2 separate regions of the Mus musculus genome follow, and region 2 is linked to region 1. The links are chromatin contacts, called in public HiChIP or PLAC-seq maps. All regions are on one chromosome and are shown on one strand. Each heading gives the region's core, a stretch centred on a gene start, on an enhancer-like site or on the middle of the called end of the contact. The rest is flanking DNA. Distances are from core to core; before and after follow the strand shown.

Evidence for each region. HiChIP or PLAC-seq counts read pairs in DNA pulled down with a chosen protein or histone mark.
Region 2: an H3K4me3 HiChIP or PLAC-seq map of embryonic stem cells shows a contact between it and region 1, with 4 times the contacts expected there. The contact joins two enhancer-like sites. A contact is called at or near these places in 7 of 115 datasets of contacts at active chromatin or transcription factors (T-cell acute lymphoblastic leukemia, embryonic stem cells and stem cell-derived neural progenitor cells).

What each region holds. Positions count from the first base shown.
Region 1 is chr9:123,925,857-123,933,729 of GRCm38.p6, forward strand. Gm51701 (a long non-coding RNA gene) reads left to right here. Exons shown (of 2, transcript XR_003948284.1): 2 at 891-2,850. Among named protein-coding and RNA genes, the nearest start is that of Gm51701, 4.6 kb to the left of the region's middle. Within about 2 kb of position 3,270, at least 183 of the 459 cell types and tissues checked have an H3K27ac peak or open chromatin away from gene starts, as enhancers often do. A contact at or near this core is called in embryonic stem cells, where this site is marked.
Region 2 is chr9:124,405,590-124,413,462 of GRCm38.p6, forward strand. No RefSeq gene overlaps it. Among named protein-coding and RNA genes, the nearest start is that of 4930526I15Rik, 14 kb to the right of the region's middle. Within about 2 kb of position 3,197, at least 7 of the 459 cell types and tissues checked have an H3K27ac peak or open chromatin away from gene starts, as enhancers often do. A contact at or near this core is called in embryonic stem cells, where this site is marked.

The DNA of each region.
Region 1 (7,873 bases), core at 2,020-4,519:
GTGAGTGATTTTCTGAGGCAGAGGGATAACTGTGTTTGAGTCTCTGAGGCAGGGGAATGATGCTGATTGAATGCGAGAGGCAGGGGCATGAAAATGAGGCAGGGGATGAAGCTGAGTGAATGTATGAGGCAGGGGTTTAACTGTGAGTGAGTTTCTGAGGCAGGGGGATGACTGTTAGTGTGTTTCTGAGGCAGGGGGATGACCCTGAGTGAGTGTGTGAGGCAGGTGGATGGCACTGATTGTGTGTGTGAGGCAGGGGGATGACTGTGAGTGAATTTCTGAGGCAGGGGAATGACTGTGAGTGATTTTCTGAGGCAGGGGGATGACCATGAGTGAGTGTGTGTGAATAAAATAATAAAATAAATAAAATGCAAACACAACACCAGGGCAGGCGGCCCAGTGTGGGTGTCACAGCTGTTTTTGCTCTTTGGAGTCTTTTGTTTATTCCTGCAATTTCCGTTTTTCCCACCAGAGGGAGACTGTCGCTTTTTTAAAGGACAATTCCTTCCTTTTCGCATGTCAGGCACACAGCTCTGAGAGTTGTTGTACCTTGTTAGTCGGTTGATCTTAACTACAGTGTGTTTAAGTACAAACTACACACCAGGTTTTGAAGATAGTAGAATAAAAATGCAGACCGTCCTTTTAGTCTATATAATAAACTAGTTACATGTTAACATATGTTAGGTATGTTAAATATAGCATTAATTTAACTTATTCCCCACATCGACTCCCCTCCCCTCATCGCTCAGAGATTGAACCCTGGGCCTTGCGTATACTTGCAAATACTCTACCATCGAGTTACACCCTTTATCTATTTTAGATGTTTAACGACAGTGTGTCTAGAAAAGGATTTAAAAGTACATATGTGACTGATTTAATATTTCTATCAGATAGTGGCTCTTCCCAGTGTCAAACCCCAAAGTAACTCTGAAGACCATCAAGGATCCAAGGCATCCGTTTGAAGAGGAGCAGGTGGAGAGGAGACTGTGGTGGAGACCGGCCAGCAACACAACCCCACTTAACCCACAATGGGCTCTGGAGTTTTCTTTACTGACACCTTGCGTGTCATTTCTTCCTCTTTGGTGCTGGAATTCTCGGGTTCCACAGAAGGCTCCGGGCTTATATTATTTCACTTGATCAGCAAGGTTCACCATCCCAGGTCTCTCTTGACCTTGAAGACTGGCAGTGGGCTACTTAGAACTTTTGGCTTCCTTTTTTTGTTTGTTTGTTTTTTGTTTTTCGAGACAGGGTTTCTCTGTGTAGTCCTGGCTGTCCTGGAACTCACTCTGTAGACCAGGCTGGCCTCGAACTCAGAAATCCGCCTGCCTCTGCCTGGGTGCTGGGACCAAAGGCGTGCGTCACCACGCCCCGGCGATGTGGCTTTCTTTTCTAAAACCCTTTGACTCGCTCAATTCACTTGTGCCTGGGGATTATAGTGACTCTTAACGGAATGTGTTCAAGGATGAAAAGACAGAACCAGTAGGACTGGCTGGTTGTTACTCAGTAGCCATCACATTCTGCTTCCTCCCGAGAGCTCAAATAGCCTGTAGCCCCGCCTGTGCAGGGGTGATTGACATTCATATGACCAGTGAGTAACTGGATATCGTGTGCATTTCAAAAGCTCCCTTAGCACCTATTCAAGAGTAACCTCGCGAATCAACAACGGGGGACCTGTGAGGCAAGGTCAGAGTTGTAGGCAGTGATCCTCGGTGCGAGGCCGGCCCCACAGCCCTCGTTGGGCACAGCTGGCAGCACTGTAGCTGTGAGAGTCAGTGGTCATTTCACGTGTGGCGCCAGTGGAGGTCCAGTGGCACAGGGACTTGAGTCAATTATTTTGTTTAGGTGGAGAGAACCGTGCATGTGGAGGCAGATGTTTCCCCAAGCAAGGGAAAACAGAATCTGGGTCACTTCTGTTCTCAGAGATTGCCAGTGAGAGGAGCTGAGCTGGTGGCCCATCCATCTTGCTTGGGAATGGCTTCAGTGTCCCCCAACCTGACCTCTCTCATCTGCAGTCAATTGAAGAACTGGTGAACGATCAGCCTTTGCTCTGGGGTCCCACTGTGCGTCCTCTGTTGCTGTCTCTGAGCTTACTTTTCATTTGCATGATGAGCATATTACATATAAATAGTAAAAATCACCATGGGACATCAGGACTTAAACAGGAAGCATGTATTGTGTCATACAGTCTTGTGTGTTGGGAATTTGAGACATCTTAGTGGGGTCGTTTCACTACAGTCTCTCTCGGACGAGGGAGAACGTCTACTCCGTCATTAGGAGATTTGGCTGGAGGTGGGGCTTAATTGCTTTCAGGTGTTCATGCCTCCGGCTGCTCGCAGAGACCTCACTTCCTCATCTCACGAGTCTCTCCACTACTGCCTCAGAGTCCTGTGACATGACCGCAAGCAACAGCAATGCGTGACAGCAAGACAGTAAACTTCTTTCTATACTCTAAGGTCAGCCTGACTCAAGGAAATGACTACCAGGAAGTCTAAGCTACCGTGGACCATCATGAACGCTATGAACACAGTGGACTAATATCAGTTCTGTTCATTGAATCCCAATGTTTTTCATTTGTTTGTTTTGAGACAGGGTGTCCTAGGCTGGCTTCAAACCGCTACTGCTCCCTGAGTGCTGGAACTAAACCACATTTGGTTTGTGCAGTGCTGAGGATGGAACTCGGGGCTCTGCTGGTAATAGACAAGCACTCTACCAACCGAATTACATCAACAGTCCCATTGTGAGGCTTTGTGTACATACTCTGTGTTAGACTCCCCCCTCCCCCCACTATGACACATAGTGAAATGTGTTCTGAGAGGAACAAATTAAAGAGAGAATTTGTTTTGGGTCACAGTTTCAGATGCTTAGTTCCTGACCCTTTGCCGTGTTTCTAGATCTTCAGTGAGGTGGAACACCGTGGTGGCAGGAGTATACGGCAGATACTGTTCACCCCATAGTGGCCAGAAGTCAAAGAAGGAGACAGGAAGGACACAAAGGGGAAGGGGTAAAAGATACATCCTTCAGGGGCACACCCTAAACGACCTGCTTCTCTTATCTGGATCCCACTTCCTGTTTTGGCTGTCTCCTAAGAATGCTCTCATATTACGAATCTACCAAGGAAGGAGTCCAGGATCTGAAGGTTCCAATTCCTTCTCAAATGCCCATTGTCTCGACACCTAAGATTCTGTAGTGTCTGTTTGTGGAAGGCATTTCGTATTCAAACCTTAAAGCCACTGCAGAGCAAACCCACAGTCAGAGGGTGTGGTTGCTAAAAACAGCCGCTAAGGGGACTGCTGGAGCTGGGCTCTGAGGAGGAAGTACCACAAAGGGCTCAGGGACAGACAACTAAGAAGTTTCGAAGCTAGTGTCTTCTAGCTTTCTCTGCTGTTTCCATGTGAACAAATTACGATGACTTAGGAAATCTTTCCATCGCACTTGAGTGCACACCAAAGGCTGGTTTTGATAATTCGTTAGTGTTCTCTCTAAATTTCAGGCATTCTAGAAGGTGTGGTCCAAGACGGAGACTGACACGTATTAGCACGGAGCTCCGAGACTCCAAAGGGATTGAGTGCACTTTGTGACTGTCAACAGGTTCCATTATCAAGACTTTGCAAGACTCCATGTAATTTCTCAAATCTTGTATTGATTCCTTAAAATAGTCACACAGAGGAAGTTTTATGAATTTTTGATGTTTTTGTAATGATAAAGTACTTTTTAAAAATAGAAAATGGGGTTTCTTTTTTGTAGCCCTGGACATCTGGAACTTACTATGTATATCAGGCTAGAATATGCATAAAATTTGATTTTGAGTTTTTCCTGGTTAATTTTTGCATACTCCTCTATAGTAATGTACTGATTATCCCAGCTGTGTAGTAAATTACTCCACATAATAGATATAATAGCACCCATTCTATTCTAATTATGGTTTTATAGAATAGGATTCAGGAAAGCTGGGCTGTTCACCTGTGGGATTTCCCCCTCTTTTCTGTCCTTGCGTCCCCTTTCCTTTTCTTCCCTTCCTGCCCTTTCTTTCCTTCCTTCCTTCCTTCTTTCTTTCTTTCTCTCTCTCTCTCTCTCTCTCTTTCTCTCTTTCTCTTTCTCTCTTCCTGGCAAAAGCCTTACCATCTCCCTGCACAAGTATGCTCCTGCCAAGTTCATCCATCTGTGGGTTTTCTTACACGGTAACAGTAGAATGTCAACTGAATCATCATTATCTGCCAGCCAGAGTGAATTAGATGTCCAAATTGGCGTACTTCCAGGCTACCAGGGACCTTTGTCAGAAAGACTATCATTAAGAAAACAAATAACAACAGATGCTGGTGAAAAGGTGGGGGAAAGAGAGTTGTATACATTTTTAGTGGGAGTGTTATCATTAAGAAAACAGCAGATGACCCAGAGGCTCACCCACCATGAGCCACTATGATATACAAATATGTAGCGTAAAGATGGGAAAGAAAGAGACTTGGAATGGTTTGAGCGGTATGAAGAGAGGCAGAACTGGAGATGTGAGGGTGGAGCGGAATAACCTAATGTGTGTAGCCTGTTTTGCTACCTGAGGCCATGATAAAGCCCTGGCCTATGATACTGCTGCTGAGGGCCATGTCTAGGTCCATGACCAGGTAGCAGCAGGGGTCTCTGTTGATTTCTGTGGTTCATTTTACAACCAAAGTCTATGCAGAGGACCCTGGTCTGTCTGCTGCCTGGGACCATGCTGATAATAAAAGGGCTATGAAGAGATGGCCTCACTTGTTGCAGCATTTGGGATACCAGGCCCCGAATCATGCCTAGGCAGCATAGTAGAACTAGCCCTGGTGGCAGGGGCTTGAGTGAGCTGCTTGGAGAGTGTGTGGGCACAGGAGAGATGTTCCCACCTCAGGCAGATTGAAGAGCTGTCTCTGGGGTCACGACAGTGGGATAGCTGGCCCCACCCCTCTCTGGCTACAGCACTCAGGAGAGTGGGCTTTGTACCTCACCTGGGCAGCATAGTAGAGTTGGCTCTAGTGCCACGGGTGAGGGCATGAGAGCAGTAGAGCTGGCCCTGCCCCTTGTCAGTTGTGGCATTGGGTGATATAGCCAGGGCAGTGCTGGAGAGTTCACTCTAGTGGTGAAGGTTTGGGAGAGCTAGAGGGCTGAGTTGGTACTCAGCTACTACCCAGATCCAGGGCTTTGAGTTGGCCCATCCCAACATCTACCCCATCTATGAACTGGTGGATAAAGGGATTGGTTGTACAGATCCAGAGCTGCAGGATCTCTGTGACACAGGGAACTAGAGGATATCTGAGAGGGAGTCCTGGTGAGGATCCGGTATTGATGGTGCAGCAGAAGTCAGAGTCGTCAAACAAGACCGATGACTCATTGCAATAAACATTTCCAAGTAAATATGTATGAACAAAATGGTATGCTGTGAGACACACTGTGACACACCACAACTTCCATGATATATATATTTTTTTATTTTCTTTTGGGGAGGTTGCAAGGGTGGATATGAAGGGACAGGGAGATGAGTGGGTTGGGGTGCATGATGTGAAATTCACAAAGAATCAATAAAAAGTTTTTAAAAAATAAACTAGAAGGAGGAGGAGGAGGAGGAGGAGGAGGAGGAGGAGGAGAAGGAGAAGGAGAAGAAGAAGAAGAAGAAGAAGAAGAAGAAGAAGAAGAAGAAGAAGAAGAAGAAGAAGAAGAAGAAGAAGAACTTAGTGAGGATGTGGGAGAAAGGGAACCCTTATGCATTTTTAGTGGGAATGTAAATTTGTCCAGACACTACAAAAATCAGCATGAAGGTTCCTCAGAAAGTCAAAAACAGAACTACTACATGACCCAGCTATTTCATTTCTGGGAATATTTTCAAAAGAGTCTGAGAAAAGATGACAGGCACCCCAAGTTTTAAACTCTCAGCATTTCCTCATGCTGGTTCTGTGTGCTACCAGCATGGGTGGAAGGCTGTTGGGCTTGGTTGGCTTCCTGTTTCTGTAATCTCCTTATCACTGTCATGAATGCTGTTTTCTTGTCTGTGGCTTGTGAAATCCCACCCCAGAGCTGAGGCTTACATCGATGGAAGTCCCTAGCAGCTTCTGTTCCAGATTAGGTTCCTCTGTTTCTAAGCCCTTGTTTTCCCTCCTGGACTCTCTTCTTTCTGTTCCTCTTGGAAACTGCTGATTCCCAGCACTCTGTAAGGATGGGCTCTTCCTTGAACTTTAAACCATTTTGCCTCACACTGTCCCAGTGACTTCCGACAGCTGACAGGACCTTTTGTTAAAAGCTGCTGATACTGTAAACTTTCAAGGCTACCTCCTACTTCTCAGTTTAGTCAGTGTGAGGGGCCCTTTCTGTTAACACTAGCAGATACCATTACTCACAGAAGGGCAAGGCCAGCTTTTGTTAGTGACTTCACTCTAGCTGCAACAGCTAGGTCAGACTGAATTATTCCTATAGGCTAGACATTGATGAGCAAGCAGGCACAAATCTGCACCCATCTGCAAGATGAGAAGAGAACCCTTACCCTGAACCAAACTTGCCATCCTTCCCCCCCCCCCCCCCCCGCCTCTGGAACTGTGGGAAATTAATGTCTGTGGTGGAGGCCACCAAGTCTATGGCACTTTGAAATAGGAGCCTGAGCTGGTGAAGATGTAGGTACACAGAGAGGAAGTCCTGAAAAATATGTGAATCTCTAAATTAATTTGTCTCTGAGTCCAGCTGCATCTTTAAAGTCTCTGCGGTTCGATGATGTAACCCATAAATTCCCTTTTTTTTGATCAAGTTGGTTTGAGTTGAGTTTCTGAAAAGTTTGTTTACTATCAGTAGTTGTTTTACAGGGCCGACTTTTCAGTCATTGCTGAAGTCCTGTTCTGTTGTCACTTTAGTCAAGAACCACAGTAATCCACACCCTGGCCTCTTTTCTCCTGATGCTGCCTGCCTGACATGTTGAGTCTTTACCCGAGGGCTGTCTAGGAGCACTAGTGTTCTGGTACCATCTGTTTCTGGCCTGGAAGATGCCCATTCTTAAGTTTAGCAGAGAGTCTATAGCTCTGAGCCTGCTGAGTACTGGCTCACGCATATTACAAATCTGATAAAGTCTCTTAAGTGATTGTGGATTTTTATTTTCAAACAGGTCCCCGATTTGATCAACTATTACCGGCCAAGGAGTATTGTTAGTCATATCCTTCAGAAACCATTTTTGCCTCCCAAAAGGATTTTTTTTTCTCGGCAACCTTCGTTCACGTGTCAGGTTCTGGCTTCGATTCCCAGATTATTCCACCGTGTGGGATACACTGGCTTTCTATTGCGCTGAGAACTTCAACAGTCCTCTAACACAGGGAGCCCCGGTGAAGCTGTGTAACTGGCTATGCTGTACCCAGTGAAAAACCCTTACCCTGTAGCTCATCTATTGAGGTATTACTATGGACCACACATCCTGAGCTTGTGGTCTTAGTCAGAGGACCCTCCTGATATCTATCTGCATCTTCTACACAGAGGAAACTAGATAACATCTCTCACCGACAGTTCGTTCATATTCCACTAAGCAAGGGCCGAAAGCCACAGATCCCGATGTGAATTTTCTTCATCGATTAAGGTCAAAGTCCGGGAGATAGGTGACAAAGCAGTTAAGGTTCAGTTTCCCCATCTATAGAAGGCACCACTGGCCAGTCGGACTGAATTTCTGAGATGCAACAGAGACTTCTGGCAATCGCGGCCTCTAAGATTGGGGGCAGGATGCCCATCGGTAAGAGCACTGGTGTGTGGTCTTACAGGATGCTGGGGCCTGTTCATGGTCTCCTTCCTACTAAACCTACAGCTGTAATGCTTTCTGTATGACATCCAACTTTCTTTTTCTGCAAGACATCCAGTCTAATTTCTCCAGGAAAAAAAAACAAAACTA
Region 2 (7,873 bases), core at 1,947-4,446, 480 kb after region 1:
TACAGAAATCAGTGGCACTGTGGTTTTCATTTTTCTAATGATGGTGGGTATATTTTCATATGCTTGACTTATATCTGTGTATATTTTTTGATAAAGTATCTGTTCAAAAAATGTTTTTGAGACCAGGTCTTACTATGTAACCCTAGCTGGCCTAGAACATGGTATGTAGACTAGGCTGGCCTTGGACTCAAAGAGATCAGTCTTCCCTGTCTTCCCAATGTCTGGCATTAAAATTATATGCCACCACACCTTGGTAAAATTTTTTTACTTAGTTTTAAATGTGAGTTTTTTAAAATTAGGTTTTGAGAATACTTGATTTAATCTGTATATAATTTTTAATTGAAAATCATGCTTAATTTGCAAATAATTTCCTCTTTGTCTTTTCATTTTCTTAACTATTTTCAAATCAAAATATAATTGCATCCCTTCATTTTTTACTCTTTAATCTATTTAGCATACCCCTTCCTCTGCTACCTTTTGAAATCATGGCCTCTTATTATTTTAATTGTTATAAGCTGTATATGATTAAATATCTAGATACTTCCTATTGATTCTGTTTAGTGCTGCCTCCAAGGCAAATGCAATTGTGCACAGAGAACATAAACAACAACAATAACAACAAAACAACAACAACAGAAACACTGTCACACCTGTACATTTGTGAGATAGACTGGGCACCCCAGAAATCTTGCTCATTGTGGGTCTTCACAGCATCTCCTGACTGAAAAGTGGTCCACACCCAGCTGATAATGTCAGAGCTACTAGGGCACCAGACAAGAACTTCACAGCAAGATATCTGGAGGGCACAGAAGTCAATGAACTTCTCCACACACAATTTCAATTTCACATAGCTTAGAGATGCCATAAACTACTAAGGAATAAGATATGTCATCACCTGCCAAGGTTCCATGTAAATGGACCTTGAGAGATGTCACAAATGCTGTGGCGGGCCACCGAGTTAGCTCCTTTGGTAAAGGTGCTTGCCATCAAGCCTGATGACCTGAATTCAATTCCTGGGACCAACACATGGAAGGAGAAAACTGACTCCAGAAAATTACTCTCTCTTATATATTAAATAAAAAATTAAATAAATTTCCCTAAAAGTAAATAAATACATGTGCAACGTGTAGATTATAGTGGTGAAGGAGGTATAGACAGACTTTCTAATGACCTGTAGGTCTTGACCCCTTGTGTGTGGTTGGTCAAACTACTTTTCACTGTATCAGATATCCAGTCTATCATATTACAATTCATAAAAATAGAAAATTGCTGTTATGAAATAGAAAGGGAAATCACCTTATGGTTGGGGGTCACCACAGCATGAAGAACTGCATGAGAGGACAGCAGCCTCAGGAAGGTGGAGAACACTGGTCTAGATCCTTAACCCAGGATTCAACATTCTAGAATCACCTGGCATCTGTAATCATCACTGAGGACCTGTTCCCACCTTCAGCTGTCTCCTGAAATCAGTCAAGTGTTCTGAGTACCATTGGTGACTGTGACTCTTCCCATCATGCACCCCAAAACAAAAATGATGGTCCTCTCAGTAGACTCAAAGGGGGGGCAGAATATATTCCCAGGACTTTATAAACTAGAAAAACCCCCAAACAAAACAATAAAACAGTTCAAAACTGAAGCAGCTAAAACTCATGATGAAAGGAAAGATCATTTAAGATGATACCTTTGAGTTTTTACTCTGTGTGTGTGTGTGTGTGTGTGTGTGTGTGTGTGTGTGTGCATGTCTCCATGTCTATGAGTGGAGGTCAGAGGACAACTCAGGAGAGTCAGTTCTCTCCTTTAACAAGAGAACTCTGGTTCTTGGGTTCAGAAGCAGCAGCTTTTTTTTTTTTTGGTTGGGGGAGTAGGGGGTTGGCTGGAAGTGTGGCACTACAATGAAAACGCTAGAGCACACTGGACAGTGGACAGGGTGGAGTTCTAGTTCAGTGATGGAGCAGTTGTGTGACATGCTCAAGGACCCTGCTTGAGTTCCACATGCAGCCAGCCATGATTAACAAAACAAAATACATAAGACCGGTTTGATCAATACAAAATTGATATATAAACCTGACCATCTTCCCAATATGTGTATATATATATATATATATATATAATAATTACCGTGTATTTACATTGACCATCTAAGTCCATTTGAAGCTGTCCAGTTGATGTGTGAGACTAAGAATAGATCCTTGTTAGATCCCTGTACATTTTTTCCATATATTCACCTACAGAAGTTTAATCTATATATTAGGCATAGAAAATTATTAATAACTTATAAGATAACTTAAAATATAATTAATAATATAATAAAACAGAGTAACATTAATTATACACAGTAAAAGTTATTTAATAATATTGAGTTCTTTATTTTTGGGATTTATCACTTAACTTTTAAGATATTTATTACATTTATTTATCCATCTATAAATTGTGTGTACATGAGTGAATGAATTACAGGACAACTTGCAGGAGTAAATTTTTCCTTCCACCATGAACTCAGGTCTTCAAGGCTTGATGTCAAGTACAACCAGCTTAGTCTTCTCACTGCTGGCTCTTTCCACACTTAATATTTTCAAACAGCAGTTAACATTGGGTAGCTTAAGCCAGGGAAGGGAATATAGCCTTGGTATTTATAGTTAGAACTTGAAATTTAGCCACAAGGGTTGTACATACCTGTAGTCCTGGCACTTAAGAGGCAGATACATGACAAGCCTGAGTTCAGTGCCAGCCTGGACTACATGGGGGTTGTGGGGACAAAGACAGAGAGGCTGCCTCTAACCTCATTTATACACTCTTATTAAATGTGAGATAGTGATGGCATACATACAATAATAACCACACGCAAGGAGAATGAAGGGATGCATTCATACAACCAGAAACCTTGGAGATCCCTTATCTGGAGTTCCTCAGGAAGCCTATATCCAGATTCACTGCAACATCAACAATCTGTAGAATACCAGGTCTTGAGGGCTGAGATTCACACACCAATCTCCAATATCAATCATATCCTTCCTTTCTTTCACCAATCTCCCCCTCACCCCCTCCCAACCAATGAGAGGGAATGGCACATTGGCCAATCAAATAGCACCATAGACTTTTTCTACCCAGTCCCAGTTGCCATATATTAAGGACTGACCTGGAAGCCCTTGGGCAATGAGTCAGCGAATTTTGTCCTCTGCTTCTTTTCTCTTGTATGCTTTTATTTGCTTTGTTATTTGAGTAGGTGTGTGCCCTTCTTTTGTCTTACCCCTTTCCTCCCTCACATCTAGACCCACCAGGACCAGTTTGTATTCTCTGTTATGGTTATTTGGATTTACTTTAGCAGGGTAGCCAAGACTTGTAGCAGTACTTTAACTATTTTACCTTTTTTTTTTTTTTAAAGGAGAAAAATTCATTAATTGTCAAAATCCTCCAATACTTGCTCCAGTTGGATCTATAGACAATCCTTCCGACTGTATCTGGCTTTTTCCGACTTTGAAGTAAGTAAACTGACCACAAGAGATTGTTGGGTGGGCTAGAGACTTCAGAGGAGCAGATACTCCAGAGGCCTCCCAGATACAAAAAGAAAATAAATAACGTGTAGGCATCGTGAGGGTTGGATATCTGAGACTGTAGAGGGTAGAGATATATTTATATATTTATGTTTATATTCATGGGTGTGAGGCTGAGAAATAACACACAGAGAAGCAGACATGTATGGACACACCCAGTATTTGGGTCTAAGCCTTTCACTTGAGTTCATCCTTTAAAGACTCACATTATTTTTCCCCTTAGCTATTTGGTGAAGTTGTGGAGCTGAAACAGGTGATGGATGTTGAGCTAGATAATTACTCCTGATGGATATGCATGTAAACATCTGTTGTAAACTTCTATTTCAATTTATGATTTGATTTTCTGTGTGAACTTGTGATGGGCAAGGTTGCTTAGATATTATTAAAAATTGTCTTTACAGTTGGCTGGAGTGTTGAGTTGTAGACCCTGATTGAAACAAATATGTCAAAGTCCTGACCTCGAATACCCAAAGGTGGCAAAAAGAGATTGTAGATTCAATCTTTCTAAGGGTGACCATGTAGAGACTGGAACACCAGGAAAATGTAATGTGGTAACCAAGGCAGATACTGGAGTTAAGTAGTTGCAAGGGAAAGACAACCAAGATTTTCAGCAAAGCAGGGGCTCAGAAGGGGAAGGTCAGGGCTTCTCGGAGGGAGGGTAAAGCTGGTGACCCCTGCCTGGAAAGGGGGAGGCAATACGATTCTTAATGATTTTGATGTTATTGAAGTTGGTTGGTTTTTTGAAGCAGAGTCTTAATGTGGGCCTGCTGAAAAATCACTGTTTACACAGATGACCTTAAACTAGTAATCCACCTGCCTTCACCACCCAGATTCTAGTATTGCAGGTTGTCAGGAGCCATAATGGGACAAGCTAATAACCAGCAGGTGATCATCCTGAAATGGCCTGCTTCAGATTATTATATAATCTGTGGCAGGTGTGCCCTTATTTATCAAGGCTGTAAGGGATTCATTTTAGAAAAGATTCCTGCTATTAATATGCTTTCCTGTTATTTTAAACATATATAATAATCACTAAGTAATAACACACCCCTTTGGAGTGGGTAGATAAATAAATGACAAGTCTTTATGATGATCCTATAAGAATTCCTAAAATTATATCAGTGATTATTAAGCTCATTAATAGTAGGACTGCTATTGGGTCCTTTTCTGATAGTCAAAACTGGATGAGAACTCTGCCAGTCTTCCAAGTGTCACCAGTTAATTGCTCTTAGTAACCAGACTTTCTTCTACTCAGAGCACATTCCAAGAGGTTGTAAAACAATTAACCAAAGGTTATAAAAAGGGAACTAATGATTTATTATAGGTGCTAGGACAGAAGATAAAATATTGGCTGGGTTTATCTATATAAAACTTCGCTAATAACTTAGTTATGGTTTTAAACCTTCAGTGAACCTGTGGAGCTGAGACAGGTGATGGATGTTTAGCTAGATAATTACTCCTAATAGATATGCATGTAAACATTCTCTGTTGTAAACTTCTATTTCAATTTATGATTTGATTTTCTGTGTGAACTTGTGATGAACTTTGTAAAATGTGATCATGTATTCTGAAAAATGTTTAAGGACTGAGGACAAAGAGAGGAGTTAGAACTGAGGGACTGAGGTGAGAGGAATGGAGGTGAAAAGAACTGAGCTGAGAGAGGAACTGAATTGAGGAGAAGTTTTTAGACAGAACACTTTTTAGATTAGAAGGAGAATGTAGAGTGGAATAACTTAGAAACTATAGGTAACATAAAATACTAAGAGAGCAATATGCAGAATGCAGAGGGTAAGAGGAAAAAAGAAGATGCTGCAGAGAGCAGAAGGAGCAGGCAGGCTTCTCCTTACCATGGGACAGAACAGGTCCCATGGTAAGGACAAGGCAGGCTTAGTCTTATTAAAAGAAACAAAGCTTTTTTTTTTTTCTTACAAACATGGGTTTAATTCATTTAGCATTAAAAGGGTAGAAGCCTTTTCTTTCTCTATGTAATAAAGATTGGAGCTCCTTTTTTGTCCAGAATGAGAGAGTTCTTTCTACACTGGTGCTTGGTCTTTTGCTCCACATGTATATGTAAGTATGGATGTGTAAGTATGTAATTGTGAGAATGTATCATGTGTGTGTGTAAGTATGTAATTGTGAGAATGCATGCAAGCTGGGCCCAACAGAGTTTGAATGAAAATGTTAAATGAGCATGAATGAAGCTGAATATGAATCTATGTTAGATTATGCATGTTCACTTATGTAAAAGTTTTTCCTTCTGTGTTATTCTCTTCTGCTGGTTCAATAGAAGTTTATTGCTCCAAACATCCTCCTATCCCAAAAGCAAGTGGCATCTGGAGAATAGGGGAAAGGCTCTAGCAATTAATCCTTTACTTAATCTCCTGCTGTTTTAGGATGAGGTGCTAAGTGCCAGAAACTGCAGTTTCTGGCCTCAGAGGATCACAGAAGGCAGGTCAGCTACAACAGCATAGTAACTTAGACTTAGTTAAGTAAACTTTTTATTATACAGCAACCCTAAATTTCTTGTAAGACAAAGTCTTACCCTCAGCCTACGCTCTTCCCCCTCCACTGCCTCAAGAACTGACAAGAAAGAAGAAACCCCCTCCAGGGCTGGCCTCCAGCAGCAGGTGTGCATGACCACATCTGATTTTCTGTGTTGCTAGGGATAAAACCCAGAGCTCTGTATATACTAAGCAAGCATGCTACTGGTCAACACATTTGTTGTTGACTGACTGAATTTGTGTCATTTTAAACCACTTACTTTATGTCATTTTATAACAGAGACCCCTGCAAATTATCCTGTAATCTTTACCATAATTAAGGGTTTATGTTCTAAAAATAAAAATACTAGTTTTCAGAGCCACACTATATCAAAGTCAGGAAATTAACAATAGCAGAATACTGTTGCCTAGCATAAAAAGTTTAATTTAATGTTTATCCTGGTGTGATGACTCATGCCCTTGATCCCAGGACCAAAATTAGATAAAATAATAGTGGAAAAAAGAGAGTCAAATCAGTAGATTCTGTGAGAAGTTCCAAAAGATCTAATTAAAAAGAAATATAAATATTTTAAAATAGTAAAACCCATCTCAGCGCTCAGGAGACAGAAGCAGGCTCTGTGAGTTTGAGGACAGTCTGGTATGCAGAGCAAGTTCCATGACAGCCAGGGTGACTCCAATAAACCCTGTCTCAAACAACCCAAAACAAAACAAAGCTAAAGTAGCCCAGGGGTTGTGGTGCATGCCTCTAATTTCTGCACATGGGAGGTAGAGGCATGGCGATCTCTGAGTTCGAGGTCAGTGTGGTCTACAGAATGAGTTCCAGAACAGCCGTCACAAAAACAAACAAAACCCATTTAATGTTTATAGTGTATTGTTTTTAAAAGGATGGCTGTGTTTTCATAGTAAATATTTGTTACCACTTCAAACATGAAGCCTGTGCCTCAAGCTCTTGGGGTTCTGGCACAAACATGTGAGTTCATGCATACTCTGAATCCCCTGCTCCTATAAGAGGTGTGGGTGTGGTATGTGTAAAATAAGTTCTGGAGGGACAAAATGAATTTGCTCTTACCCAACTTACTGATGAAGATGTTGGAACCTGAAGTCTTGGGGAGGAATTTGTTTCACCTGGTAAAGTTAGCTTTCAACATTTCCCTTTGTGGCTGAAGGTTTAGCTTAGTGGTAAGCACACTTAGCTAACCTACTCAAGGCCCTGAGTTTGTTGTCCAATACTGAAATCAAAAATCTCTTAAATAAACAAAAATGGAAGGTGAAGAATGTCTTTTTCCAACAACCTGTATATATATATATACATACATATATATATATATATATATATATATACACACACACACACACACACACACACAATCAATTTGGAGGTTTGAGAGCTGTGACTGTTCCTACTTTTAATACCAACAGGATGTGGTGAAGTCTCTGAATGTTAGCTGATGCTTCTTAGTCATTGGTTACTCTCTCTTTGGTTTTTTTTCCAGTTTTCTTTTTTCTTTATCTAGAAACTTCAAACTCAGAGATACACCTGCTTCTTCCTCCTGAGTGCTGAAATTAAAGGCATATGTACCACTTGGTGACATTTTTTTTGTTGTTGTTGAGGTTTTTTGTTTTTGTTTTGTTTGTTTTTGACAAGAATTCTCTGTGCAGTCCTGGCTGTCCTGGATCTTACTCTGAAGACCAGGCTGACCTTGAACTCTGAGATCTTCATCCTTCTGCCTCTGACTCCAGATTACTGGGATTAAAGTTGTGTGTCACCGCTGCCTGGCTTATTTTACTGTTTTAAAATTACACCTGTTGGGGTCCTCAAAG